Regions from separate parts of the Thunnus thynnus genome. Here region 1 is linked to region 2. A link is a contact called in public Hi-C data. All regions are on one chromosome and are shown on one strand. The core of a region is the stretch at or near the end of the contact, and the rest is flanking DNA. Distances in the headings are between cores, read along the strand shown.

Evidence for each region. A called contact is a pair of places that touch in the nucleus more often than the background predicts.
Region 1: a Hi-C map of heart shows a contact between it and region 2, with 6 times the contacts expected there. The contact joins the promoter of xxylt1 here to the promoter of fam43a in region 2. A contact is called at or near these places in 3 of 3 Hi-C or Micro-C datasets (heart and muscle).

Annotation. Positions count from the first base shown.
Region 1 is chr8:16,852,285-16,858,853 of fThuThy2.1, reverse strand. xxylt1 (xyloside xylosyltransferase 1) reads left to right here and starts at 2,136. Exons shown (of 6, transcript XM_067596794.1): 1 at 2,136-2,720; 2 at 2,810-2,897; 3 at 4,098-4,723. The coding sequence starts at 4,202. All of the region lies in intron 2 of ptger3 (prostaglandin E receptor 3 (subtype EP3)), which reads left to right. It overlaps srsf11 (serine and arginine rich splicing factor 11), which reads right to left and starts at 1,115. Exons shown (of 12, transcript XM_067596797.1): 1 at 753-1,115. The coding sequence starts at 874.
Region 2 is chr8:16,691,742-16,698,600 of fThuThy2.1, reverse strand. It overlaps fam43a (family with sequence similarity 43 member A), which reads right to left and starts at 1,523. Exons shown (of 2, transcript XM_067596792.1): 1 at 1,426-1,523; 2 at 1-1,317. The coding sequence starts at 1,288. The coding sequence ends at 248. It overlaps lsg1 (large 60S subunit nuclear export GTPase 1), which reads left to right and starts at 2,969. Exons shown (of 14, transcript XM_067596787.1): 1 at 2,969-3,317; 2 at 3,859-3,985; 3 at 4,339-4,459; 4 at 4,545-4,631; 5 at 4,723-4,809; 6 at 4,901-4,961; 7 at 5,115-5,291; 8 at 5,520-5,879; 9 at 6,110-6,211; 10 at 6,320-6,463. The coding sequence starts at 3,219.

The sequences.
Region 1 (6,569 bases), core at 887-3,386, 160 kb before region 2:
ATAATTGTTTAATTAATTGATTGAGCGATATGGTATGAAATGTCGCTTCTAATAATATCCCAAATTCAACAGTGATGTCTTCAAATTGCTAGTTTTATCTAACCAAACCCTGAAAAACATATATTTAATTTACAATGATATAACAAAAAGAGGAGCAGCTAAGCCTCACTTTTGACATGCTGGGATCCAGAGATTAGGGGGCCTTTACACTGATTACTAACCTAAATTATTGATTGTCAAAATTGCAGCCGACTACATTTCTGTCTATTGATTAATCGACTGATAGTTCAACTCTGTATGATTTACAGTGTCGTAATAACCCTGAAAGAAGCAAATCCACACACTGGAGAAACTGGAACAAACTATCATTACTAAAAAACATTTCATCAAGGTATTTAACTTATACAATTAAGTTAACCTAATCGTTAATTGTAACAGTTAGTAGTTTTCAGATAATCAACTATTCGACTAACACTAGTTGTTTCAGCACTAGTTACATCCTGTCGTCTGTGGGAGAGAGGGGATTTAAATCTGGGCTAAATCACTCAGACATAACCACACAACAGGATAAAGTGTCCCTCATGTAGCACCATTAAGGGGAGTGACTGCTGCTGCACTCGTAAAGACGCGGGCAAACGTTAGCATTAGCATGCCGAGCCACGAGGCCTGCTCGACCATACAGGCCTCACGAAGAGCCCAGCGTGAGCTTGGCAGGAAAAATGTTTCACTAACATATTGTCCAGAATACTCACTCAGGTGGAAACAGTTTGAGCTCCTCTATGTTTCCGAGGAATCCAAACAGAGTCCTCATTTGCTCGGACGTTGTGCTCGGCGAGACATTTGTCACCTGAATGACGTGCGTGTTGGAATTCATTTTCGCGAGTGCTAATCAAGCTAGCTAGCTTTGTGCTAGCGACGTGCCTGAATTTAAAACAAAAAGGACCGGCTAGGTAACGTTTACGAGGAAAACAACATTAGGCAAATGCAAAAACTAGCATCTTTGTTGTAGAAACCAGGTGGTTAGCTTGTGTAACGGACAAGAAGACAACGGCCGCGAGCAGAGAGCAACAATGCCGCTACCGAAAATGTCGTGACAGTGATGCTGCGTTCACGTGTTGTTAGTAAACTCGTACTCGTGAGTTTCACTGGAGCAAAAACAACGCGCCCCATTCAGGGCGGGTTCATTAAAAGATCCCTTCATAATGTAAGTGATGGATGCCAAAATCCACAAGCCTTATTGAGGGCAAAAATGTATTTAAAAGTTTATCTGAAGCTAATATGAAGCTTCAGTAGCCCAATTTTAAAACAAACTCCCCCTCAGTATCAGATCAGCTGAATCAGTGTCACAGTTTAAAAGCTTTTAAAAACCCACCTGTACAGACTGGCATTTGTATAATATTTCATAACGTCTACTCAAATGTTTTTATGTTGTTCTTTTTATATTTTATCTCTCTATGTTTGACTACTTCTTTACTGCATTTTCTGTGTATGTTGTTCCTCTAAATTGTTTGTTTTATTTCTCTATATTGGTTGTCTTTGCACCTATATTTTATGGTACTGTATTTTGTGAAGCACATTGTAACATTTTGAAAGGCACTATAGAAATAAAGTTTGTTATTATTATTATATTATCATTAAATTAGCTGAATAAAGTAATTACCATTCAACATTACAGTCTTTTTAGTGCCAAAGTCCCTCTTTTTGTTACTATACTTGCACTGCAGCTCAACAGGGAAACACTGTCTGAGGAAACATAAAGAGGGAATCTAAAAGGAATTTAAAAATGCTAAAAAGACTGTAAATGTGGTAGATATCAACTTGATGTGACTAACACAGACCGCTGAGGCCTCACATAAGCTTCAGATAAACTTTTAAATGCATTTTTGCACAAAATTACTGTATTTTGCCTTGGTGTTGTAGTGCATAACAGTCAAAAATATACACAAAATTAAGTAGTCCTAAATAAGAAATTTTCTGTAAAAAAAAAAAGAAAAAAAGTAAGTGAGAAGAGCTGCTACAAGTTTAAATTGAAGAGAATGAGATTAAATGTACAAAGTATTGTCCAGGAGTAAACAATATACAGTGTGCAATTAATAATAATAGTAATAATAGTGATAATACAAGTTGCGTTGATGCAATGTGCCATGTTAGATCAAAGATCACAGATTTGCAAATATAAAATTATGACTTTCAGTATTTATATGGGCGCACTAGACACAAAAAATGCAAACCTATGCTTTAAGCCATTTAAGTCTTTCTAAAGAATTAAAGAAGAGTTTTAATTCGTTTTCAAAAGGCTGACAATGTTGGAATTTTCGTTCACATGCCAAAATTACAAGCTCATTTATTTTCCAATAGTCCGTAAAGGCATCACGACTCGGAATACGGCTGAACCCAGAGTGGGTGTGGTCAAGGTTGCGTCACAGTATTTTGTTGCTAGGCTTCTAGCTTGCGGCTTCTCCAGAAAATCTTTACACCTGTTTTTTTCTTCTCGAAATAACACAGTCATGCAAACGTCGCGATAGTTTTAGAACGACAGCGCTATGCACATATATACATTGGACATTTGTAAACAAACAAATGGTGCTTAGCCTCGCGCTTGGGTCAAACAAACACAGTGTTTAGTGTCGGAGGGCAGCTCGGCCATCCACATCTAGGCGCTAAAGCCGCTGCTTGCTAGCATCCCTCGTAGCCAGCGTGTCAACAGGTTGCTGCAGTGTGTATGTTTGTTACTACAAATATTTCGATTATGTGAATTTCATCGTAGTTATCGTACTATCAGTAAAACATACTGCCTCTTAAACTTCAGTAACTCGAGGCAGTCAATTCCCCCAAACAAGCTGTCAAGATGGACCTGCAGAGAGCTACATGACATGACATGACATGACATGACACAAGTAAGTCCTCTTCATATGAAAACGTGGATTATATTTTCTATGCATGGTATATATTTATGGGCCTTTCTGTGTTTATGGTGCTATATTTATGTGAAGAAAACACTGCATAAATGCAGAGTTCTCGGGAAATGAGTAACTTTAATTGCAAGTATGTTGCAAACAGCACAATTAAGACAGGAAACAACATGATGAAACACTTTCAACCATAACATTGTACCTTTTGGCTAGGCTAAAAACAATACCTAACATATCATTACAAGATTTGATTCGATATTTTTATGGATCTGCATAACACACCAAGCAAAGGAATAACATGTTAAAGCGAGAACACGTGTTTCCAACATGGTCCCAAGATGTTAAATGACATATGTAAAACATGTGACATAGCTACTCCATTAGTCTATAGACAGGAAATTAATCAGCAACTATTTGGATAATTGATTCATCGTTTTAGTAAAATTTAAAGCAGAAATGCCAAACATCTGCTGGTTCCAGATTCTCTAAATGTCAAGATGGGCTGCTTTTCTCTGTTTTATATAATTGTACACTGAATATCTTTGTTTTTGTTTTTTTATTGGGGGTTAGACAAAACAAGACATTTTCACTATTATCTGACATTTTTTGACTAAATGATAATCGATAGTGAAAGTAATCATTAGTTGCAGACCTAAAATTTGTAAACAAGAACTACATTAGTGCAAACTAAACCAAAAAAAATAAGTATCATCATCTAAACACCTAAATACAACAAAACACAAATAATAGTTCAAGTAAGAATTAATTAATTTACTAGAGCCCGACTGATACATTGGCCAACGATATTACCAGCTGATATAAAAAAAATGTGTGTTTCATAATGTGTGTGTATATATTCTGCATATATAAGATTGTTGTCATACATACAAAGAGAGAATTAGCAACATGCACCCTTTCATTTGCAACAATGATTGTGATTTTTAACCCCCAATTAAATAGAGACTAATTCAATTGGCTGTATTTGTTTATACCTGAGATGGGAAGTGCATTTATTCAAAATGTAATGTTATCAAGCTTCAAATCTACCCGTGGATGTCAAACCAGAACCTTTTGTTATGTGACCACAAAGACAGTTTCCTTTTCAGTTTAAGAAAAGGTACAAGGAATGTTTTTTTACACTTTTACCCAAGGCTTGGACTAAAATGAGTATTATTTCTCTTGCAGGTGTATGTTGGCAACTAATCAAAAGTTACCCTGAACTGGAAGGGCACAAAATGGTGAAAGTTTTCCCATTTACACCTCCATTCTCATGACATGAACAGGAAGATATGGGCATCCTAAGACTGGTAGCCAGAATCATGGGTAGGATCAGTACTTTCAGATCCTATCAGTTTGTGCTGCTCCTGGCTGCTGCACTTGCTGTTGTAGCTTTTTACTACTTTGGCTCAGAGAAGCAGAACTTCTCCAGCACCACAAAGAGGATCAAGCAGACTCAAGCGAGCCACAACAGCAACAGAAATGATGCGGACCTAACCGTGGACACCAGGCTCTCACACCCGCCTGGATCTGAGGAGCAAGAGCGGGACGTAGGAGGAGAGAGTGAAGGTTTTAGCAAAGGGGACAGCGAGGACGTTGAGCAACGCTACCATGCACTCATGATGTTCACCAAGGTGGACAAAAGTCGGAGCCTGCAGGACAAGTTCAGGGTGGCCATGTTGTCGATGGTGAAGCACAGTCACTTCCTGGAGGGAGAGGTGCTGGTGCTTCATTTTGTGAGCGATCAGGCCAGTCAAGAACTGGGAGAGAGGATGCTGCAGGAATTCCTCCTAGACGCAACATTCAAGTATGAGGTAGGCAGTGTGGATACCCAAAAAAATATCTTATATATTTGACTGTATGATGGAAGTTTAGTTTAACAACATTCCCGTTTCTTTGTGTTTAGATCATTTAAATGTCTCGTCTCAGGCTACAGAGAAAAATAGTTAATGTATTGATGATAAGTAAGGACCGAACACAACGAATGTACAACACATTGGTATTAATAGTAAGATTTTTGTAGTGACACACAACCACAAATATGTCTGTAAGACTATTTGTGATGGTTTATTGTTGTATTTGTCTTGCATTTTTTGGGTGGGCTGATTAAAAACATTCTACATGTGGAAAACTCTGAGGATTATTCACCTATTTTTGGCCTGTTATTCAATTTTTAAGGTCCAAATTTGTCATGACACCAGCACTGTTTTTTCCTTTGTTTTTGAGTGTGGTATACATGTGTATAACATCTTGGAGAGGTAGTTGCAGCTCCAAATTGGTTACATAGAAATGATGATAGATTATAAAAATATTTAGTTTGCTTTTATATTGGATATAACAAACAAATTTAAACATTTCAGTCTTTGCAGTTTCAGGTTCAAACCCATATTAATCAGTGGTTATAGGTGGTCTATAAATTCAACACATGGGGGCAGTGTGGCCCTGCCAAACTAATCCCTGACCAATGGGGATATCCCTCCCCTACTGTGGTCTCTCTGCCCCATAACAAGGATTATGTCCCCTCTCTGTCGCACTGGTTCATATAGTGTCATGCCCTGTTTTCCTTCTTTTGTATACTTCACAGAGCACAAGATCACAAATTTGTTCACAAACTAGTTATCCTGCCCCAAATCCTCCTCACCAGCCAGTCTTTTTCTCCCAGGAATATCTCATCATCTATAGCATCTTGTGTGGATGTTACAGCTCTGTATTAGTTTAGGCTGACCCTGTGCCTGCTTGTGGTTAGAGTTTTGCTCAGCTTGGTGTCTTGGCAGTTCTGAGCCAGTGGGTCAGATTTGTTCCTGTTCATTTCACTCTCTGTACTCAGACTTCTGGGAGCACAGCTGAAGTGTGTAATGTGAAGTACTGCGAGACCTGCAGCACTAATATAAAATGGATCCTTTGTGCTACCAGGTGATGGACAGGACCAGACAAGGTCTCTTTCTCAAAGAGACTAAACTGGCACGCAGAGATTATTCCCCACCCAACCCTGTAATGTAATACTCAGCCAACACGAATAATTGCTCTGTGTGCAACAGATGAAGTTAGTCAAGATAAAAAACATATGTGAATATGTGGTCGATAATTAATGGCACTCTATTTTCATTAATGTTTAGCCAGAAGTACATCAAATAAGGTGTAATTTAGCAGCAGAGTGTTGCTATGGAGATACAGTGTAATGGTGTGATATTATAAGTTCATGAGCAGATCAACCAGAGGCTATGGTGCTACTTCTTATTTGTTATGTACTCACAGTGCATTGTAGTTTATGTGTACATAGCAGAGCCTGACCAATACTGGAGTTAACAAAATCTGATAATCATGTATTGGCTGATATTTGTTCTTAAAGGGGACGTATCATGCATATCAATATTCTGGGGCTCTACTGGTATGTCTTTACAGTTAAAAAAAACTCCTTATTTATCTTATACTGGCTCTTTATTAGGGTTTCTCCTAATGACTAAGCTCTCCTGTCAATTAAACAGAAATTTAAATTAAGACTAGTCGACTAGTCTAAAAGTAAGAAAACACTCAGAAATTGTCAAAATTGAGCACAATTTAATCGATAAGGTTAAACATTGTCCGAAAAAATATTGTGTGTATTTAAGAGCCATTTGAAACTGTTAATCACATTCTTCAATAACCAAATCGTATTTTAAA
Region 2 (6,859 bases), core at 274-2,773:
GGCATGCACTTGTTTTCCAATTTTTTATGGGTGTATACAATCCTAAAATATAATTCTGTAGCTAACTTGTGCTGGTTATTGTCCCAGAATCTCTGAGGATCTTTTCTGGATCCTTTAAATTAGTCATGGAGGCACAAATTAGAAAAACACTCCAGCACAAGGTTGACGAAAGAGGAAATGTTTTTTTGTGGAGACATCATAGCTCAACAAAACAATGAGTCAGAGGAGCACAGAAATGCCTAATTATTCAGGCAATTTCCTGCACCTTCACCTCTTCAAACCCATTAGTGAGCAGAGGGGGCTCCTGGTTGCTCTCTATGGAGGATTCACTCCCCGTGCTCTCTCCAGAGAGAAGTCTGGTGACTCTGAGGTCAGCTTTCAGTGTCTGCACATCGTTTCCTATGCTCATCTCCCCCAAGTCATTAATAATCTGAGTCAACTCCTGTTTACCATTAGTAACACAATCATCGTCCGTGTCCAGAATGTCCTCACATTCGAAGTGCATCGCTTTCTCCTCCTCCTCCTCCCCGACCAAGTCCTCCGTGATGGAGCCCAGCTTGGGCGCGCTCCGGCTGCGCTCCACCGGGGGTTTGTAGTAACACTGTCCGTTCAGGAGCTTCCTGAGGGGAACCAACGGGATGGTTTGTTCCCCTATTAGCTGTTGCTGTTGGTGTCTGGCATCGTCCCTCCGTTTTAGTCTTTTGAACTCAGCCAGGGCTGTTGCTGAGGTCTGGTACAGCAGCAGTGCCATGGCCTTTGCCTTCTCCGGCTTGGACACCAGCACTGCGTGGCAGCGCAGCATCACGGCCTTGTGCTTCATCTCGTGCCTGTAAATCCAAGCGAAAATCTTGGGTAGCCTCGGGTCCGCGACGCAGTAAGTTATCCGGTGCAGCAAGTACAAGTGTCCCGGCCGCCTGGCCTTATCGTCCACATGCACCATCCGGATCCCCTGCGAGCTGACCGTCAGCCTCATCTTGGTGCCGTTCTTGCCCATTTCGCTCTTTCCCCAGATCTTGCTCACCGCCACGTCCGTGCAGCCGTCACCTTTGGACTGGATGGTGGTGGCATTCCCCAGGTAAAGCACCGTGTATGTAGGGTCCTCGCTGGTGATCTTCACCTTTTTCCTCTTTGACTTGAACATGCTGCCCACCCTGTTGAGTGCGCTCTCGGGGCAGGACTTCGCGAAGGAGGTGAGCGCAGAATAGTTGAGACTCACCGCATAGCCCTTCTGCTTGGACTGCTTATCTTCCTCTATCAGGTCAAACTTATTCTTCTTCCAAGGCAGCATTTTATCGCTGTCAACAGGAACAAAGTCTACTGAGAGAGAAAGAAAAAAAACTTTTTATTACTACTAAATTCTACAAGTGTTTACTGTCAGGTCATTTATGAGCTACTCTATGAGAACTGAACGCAAAGACACCGTACTTCATCTGTGCATCCTCTGGAGTGCTCTTGTCCATTGTGGTGTCCCACAGCCTGAATCTTTGTGGTACAGATTACAGTCTACTGAAGGGGGAACGAACCTCGAGGTTTATATACTGGGAAAAACCATTTCAGTGTGACTGTAGGGGGGACTGAACCAAATGAAAATAGTCGTATACATTTGGGTTGACTGCGTTCATTAATACAAAACTCTCACGTTTGCTTGCTTGTTTTCAAATGACTGCAGCATCATTTTGAACATATGTAAGATTAATTATTTGGAAATAAATTAAAGTACAGACACAAACACTGAATTATTAGTTTAATGCAACAATTACACAGTAACATTTAATAACATCATACAGTTTCTTACAAAAGATGACTGGAATGTTATTACATTTTATATTTTACATACAGAAATCATTTTAAAATCTTACTACACAAGCAGTTACTTTCTGCTGGGATATTATAACCAGGTTATCATATCTTATCAATGATATAATGATAAGATATGAAATTTTCATTATAAAGTCACTGCTGAGCCCAAGCAGACAACATTTCTATATTAAAATATCCATGATTTTTCTTAAGCATCAATAGGCTGCCACATTCCCACCACAAACCAAAATCATGTTTTCTTTGTTAAATGTGTTCACTTTGTTTCTCACAGTTTTTTAAGTTAGATTTGACAGAAGTAATCTTCCCTTTAATGTGTTACTAAAGAATTTTTTCGAAATTAGAAGCGTGGCGTGCTGTCATGAAATTAAATCAACATCAGCAGTCACATCTGAGGGCAGCACAGACTTCCAGGAAGATTTTTTCATCTTAACTTTTGCTATTTTCTTGCTATGTTATGTTATATGTTTTAATGTTATAGCACTTTGAGATTCGCTGTGAAAGAGAAGTCCAGTACAAAATAAATGCATTATTGTTGATAGTGATGATGATGACGTTATTGTTATTGTTATTGTTATCATCATCATCATCACCACCATCATCATCATCATCATCATCATCATTATCATCATTATTATCATTATTATCATTATTATTATTATTATTAGCCTCCTTATAGAATGTTCGCGGGACAACGTGTGGTCTGAATTAAATGCGTTTGTCTTTCGAGAAATAGGGAGTACGGACTACAGAATATAGTAGTCAGACTATGTCAATTCATCATATTCATGAATGTGGGGTGAGGATAGCAGGGTAACCCTCATGTTGCTTTATGCTGCCATCTTTTGGTTCACATCAGAAGTGCGTTTTGTGATCGTGGAGAAAGATTTACTTGTTACTTTGCGCAATATGAAGCTTTAATTTATTATGTATAATCTATTAGCAATAAATTAATGAGAAGTGTATTTATATGTAGCCTATTTTATTAATGACTGTAAAATGCGCTACGCCTGCGGAACTAATGTTGGTATAGTCCCATTTTCTTCAGGGCACATTTGACAGCTGGACAAATAAGTGGACTGTTCCATAGCTGCGTTACTGAAGATGCTTATAACAAACGAGTTATCACCACAAGGCTTTCAAGGATGAAGTATTTTTATATTTAATATACGAAATAACTATTTAAATGTAATATGTTCAGAGTCGCTGAGGCATAACTGTCGGAATACGTCACTGACTTGGTTTGTTCCACTTCCGCTTCTTACGACAACAACGTAACGTAGTGCCATGGATACTTAGTGCACATGGGTCACAGTTGTTGCTGACATTTCTCGCATTTGCAGTTTTCAGTTTGATATTTCTACGGTGTTTTGTGTGAAGCGACAACAACAGAAGTTGGTATGGGTAAGAAGAAGGCAGGCGGAGGGGGCGGACTGGGCAGATCTCTGATAAAGGAGAGACTCCAGGCTGGCCGAGGCAACAAGAGGGGCGACTCCTGGGTATGACATGGCAACAACTAATAATGTCGTAGAAGTGATTATATCTCGCTAAATGATGACATTTTATGAAGTCTAATTTGTTGTGGCAATGTTTGAGATACCAAACGACTCCTTCATTACATGTAGGATCCGGCAAAGTTCAATGTTTTACATGTCAGTTACTGTCGCCAAACTTCATTAGAAACATGTTATTTTTTGTTTTTTTGCTTACGTAACGTAAGAAAGTACATTAACTAATACCTTGGGTAAATTCGCCATGGAGACACATGATCCAGGAGTTTGTTATTTTTCATATTGTTGGATTTTTAGAATCGGATCATTGGACTTCCTACGGTCCTATTATCCACGTGTGTTTTGATGCAAGGCACTTATGGTAATACAATCACTTAAAAGCTATGTGGGTGGAACACACTACAATTACAGTGTGTACTCATGATTGACACTTTGTCTTCTGGAGATGCACACTTTGTAGTAGTCACTGCACACTAATGTGGTACGTGATAAGTTTAGACCTAATTTGACTTTTGTTTTACACTTACAGCTCCACACCAGCGAGCTGAGTGATGGCTATGACTGGGGACGGCTGAACCTGCAGTCAGTGACAGAACAGAGTTCCATGGACGACTTTCTGGCCACTGCTGAATTGGCAGGAACAGAGTTTGTAGCTGGTAGGTGATACTTATTTTAATTCTTGTTTAATACTTGGGTTGTGCTTACTTAACTCAGGAGTTGCAGGCAGTGTGTTGTATGCACGGGTCTATCTACTCTGCTTCCTAGGAATGAAGCTCATGCCTCTAATGTAATTATCTGTCTGGGTCACAGTGTGCTGGTCCATTCCTGCTTAAAGGAACATAATCAATTCTTATAAATAAAGAATTAAGTTGGTAACTAAGTTATAAATATGTTTGAATTTGGGCATCGGCTTTTGAGAGTCTTTGAATACCTTTTTGTTGTTGTTGTTGTGTTACTGCATCTTTTTCATCTGTAATTACTGCTCTCTGTTTCTTTTTTTTTCTCTCAGAGAAACTCAACATCAGGTTTGTGCCAGCAGAAGCTAGAGCAGGCATATTAACAGCTGAGGAGAAAAACAGGCTAAAAAGGCTGCATGAAGACAACAAGCATTTCCTCAAAATTCCTCGACGGTAAGTTGAACAGATTTAGTTAATTTACTGACATATAAGTATATTTTGCATTTTTAGATGTTGTTATGTCTCTACTTGTTTTCAGCCCCCACTGGGATGAAAGCACCAGTCCAGAGGCTCTTCAGCAGGCAGAAAAAGACAACTTCCTGGAGTGGAGACGAGAGCTTGCACAGTGTGTAATATTCTGTATCCATATAGTTTATTGTACACCCATTTTGGATTATCTGTGTCAGTAATCTAACTATTAAGTGTTACTTTTAAAGGCTTGAAGAAGAACAGAAGTTAATTCTCACACCATTTGAGAGGAATCTTGAGTTCTGGAGACAGCTGTGGAGAGTCATCGAGAGGAGGTAGATACTGCTGCCTGTTCATACATGTGTTTAATGAGCAATGTGTTCTTCTTATGTGATGCTTAAAGTAAAACCGTTTGTTTTCTTGTAGCGACGTCGTTGTTCAAATTGTCGATGCCAGAAATCCTTTGCTGTTCAGATGTCCTGACCTGGTAAGAACATTTATTTTTAATGGTTGCAGAGTTAGTTCAGTGGGGAATGCAGCGTGTGTTACCGCTTATAACTAGCAGAAATACTGAAGTCAAGGTGAGCTTCACTTCTGTTCTGTTTATTAAAGTTCTTTTTTCCCCGTTGTGTGCTGTAAGGAGTTGTATGTAAAGGAGGTGTCGGAGAATAAGGTCAACATCCTGCTGGTGAACAAGGCCGACCTGCTGACCAGGGAGCAGAGGCGAGCCTGGGCCAAACACTTTGAGAAAGAGGGGCTAAGGGCAGTTTTCTGGTCTGCGCTGGCTGAAAGCAATAGACTGGATGCAGAGGAAAAGGTGAGACAGTGGAGCTTTAATGATGAGCTGTATATAAAAACGTCATAATTATGACAATAATATAATAATAATGCATTTGCATTCCGAGGAGCAGATAACTGCTGGGGCTCACATCGTAATTTGAAAGGGGTTTCGGGATGCTTATGAATAGTCACACTCTTCAGCATCCTCAGACTTACTGTTGCCTTTAAACACAGTATTTAAAGTGGTAAACTTCTCTTCCCATAGGGCATGGAAGTGGAGGATCCAGAGTGTGGAGAGAGTGACCCAGAAGAGATGGAGCAGCCAGACAATGAAGAATTGAGCCAAAAGGGGGCAGATGGAGAGGAGAAGGAGGAGGAAGAAGAAGAAGAGGGAGAGGATAGTGGTACAGAGGAAGAGGAGCAGGAAGAGATAACCGTAGATGAGGAGGAGTGGTTTACCTGCTCAGAAGATGAGGGGGGAGAAGAGAAAGGGACTGTTGGTTCATCTAATGAATCCTCCTTCCACAACTCCAGTCGGCTGCTGCACAAGGATGAATTGCTGGCGATGTTTAAGGCGGTTCACAGTGGACCCAGGTGTAAAGAAGACCAACTGACAGTGGGGCTGGTGGGTAAAAATGTATTGCTTACTTGCTGTGTGTGTACAGTAGTCATATATACGAATGCTTCATCCAAGAATGCTGCTGTTCTCACCATAGCTGTGACAAAAAGCTTTCTGAATGGTGCGGAACGTAGCGTCTTATATGGAAAATATACTCTGTTCTTGCATTGTTCTAACAGAAAAAAAGCCTCGACATAAACTAAACTATCCTTTTTCATCATGTATGGACACAACAGGTCGGGTATCCTAACGTGGGGAAGAGTTCCACCATCAACACCATTTTACGGAACAAGAAAGTGTCTGTTTCAGCCACTCCTGGACACACTAAGCACTTTCAGGTACAGGACGGCTCTCCTAAACTCTCCACGTGAATTCAAGTCATGCTTTCCATCAGCAGAAAGACAAATGTGTGATTGATTTTTGCCTTTTCTTTTCATGTATCTCAGACTCTGTATGTGGAGCCAGGCCTGTGCCTTTGCGACTGCCCCGGGCTGGTCATGCCTTCCTTTGTTTCTACCAAAGCTGAGATGATCTGCTCTGGGATCCTGCCCATTGACCAGATGAGAGACCACGTACCAGCAGCCTCTCTGATATCCTTTATATGTCAATTAAAAATGTTTTGCTTGCATTTTGCAGGTTCTTTACATTATTAATTAAATTGTAACTTTGTAATAGCTTCCTTTTTTTAAGGAAAAACTGCTAATCACCTTTAAAGGTGCTTTGTGACATTAATAAGTCATTATTGAATACATTTTGAGAAAGTGGATTATGTGGATTTATAGGAAATGTGGTCCTAAGTTTAAAAACACAAGATATAAGTCTTTGTCTGGGGTGTTTTAATGAACACCTTACCTTATCAATCCTGACAGGGGTCTATTTTATTTTACAGTAATTATACCAAACATCCAAAATTAATTTAAAATGGATATGTTGATGTTTTTACCCAGAATTTAAAATTTTTACACCATAAAGCTCACAGTTACCAG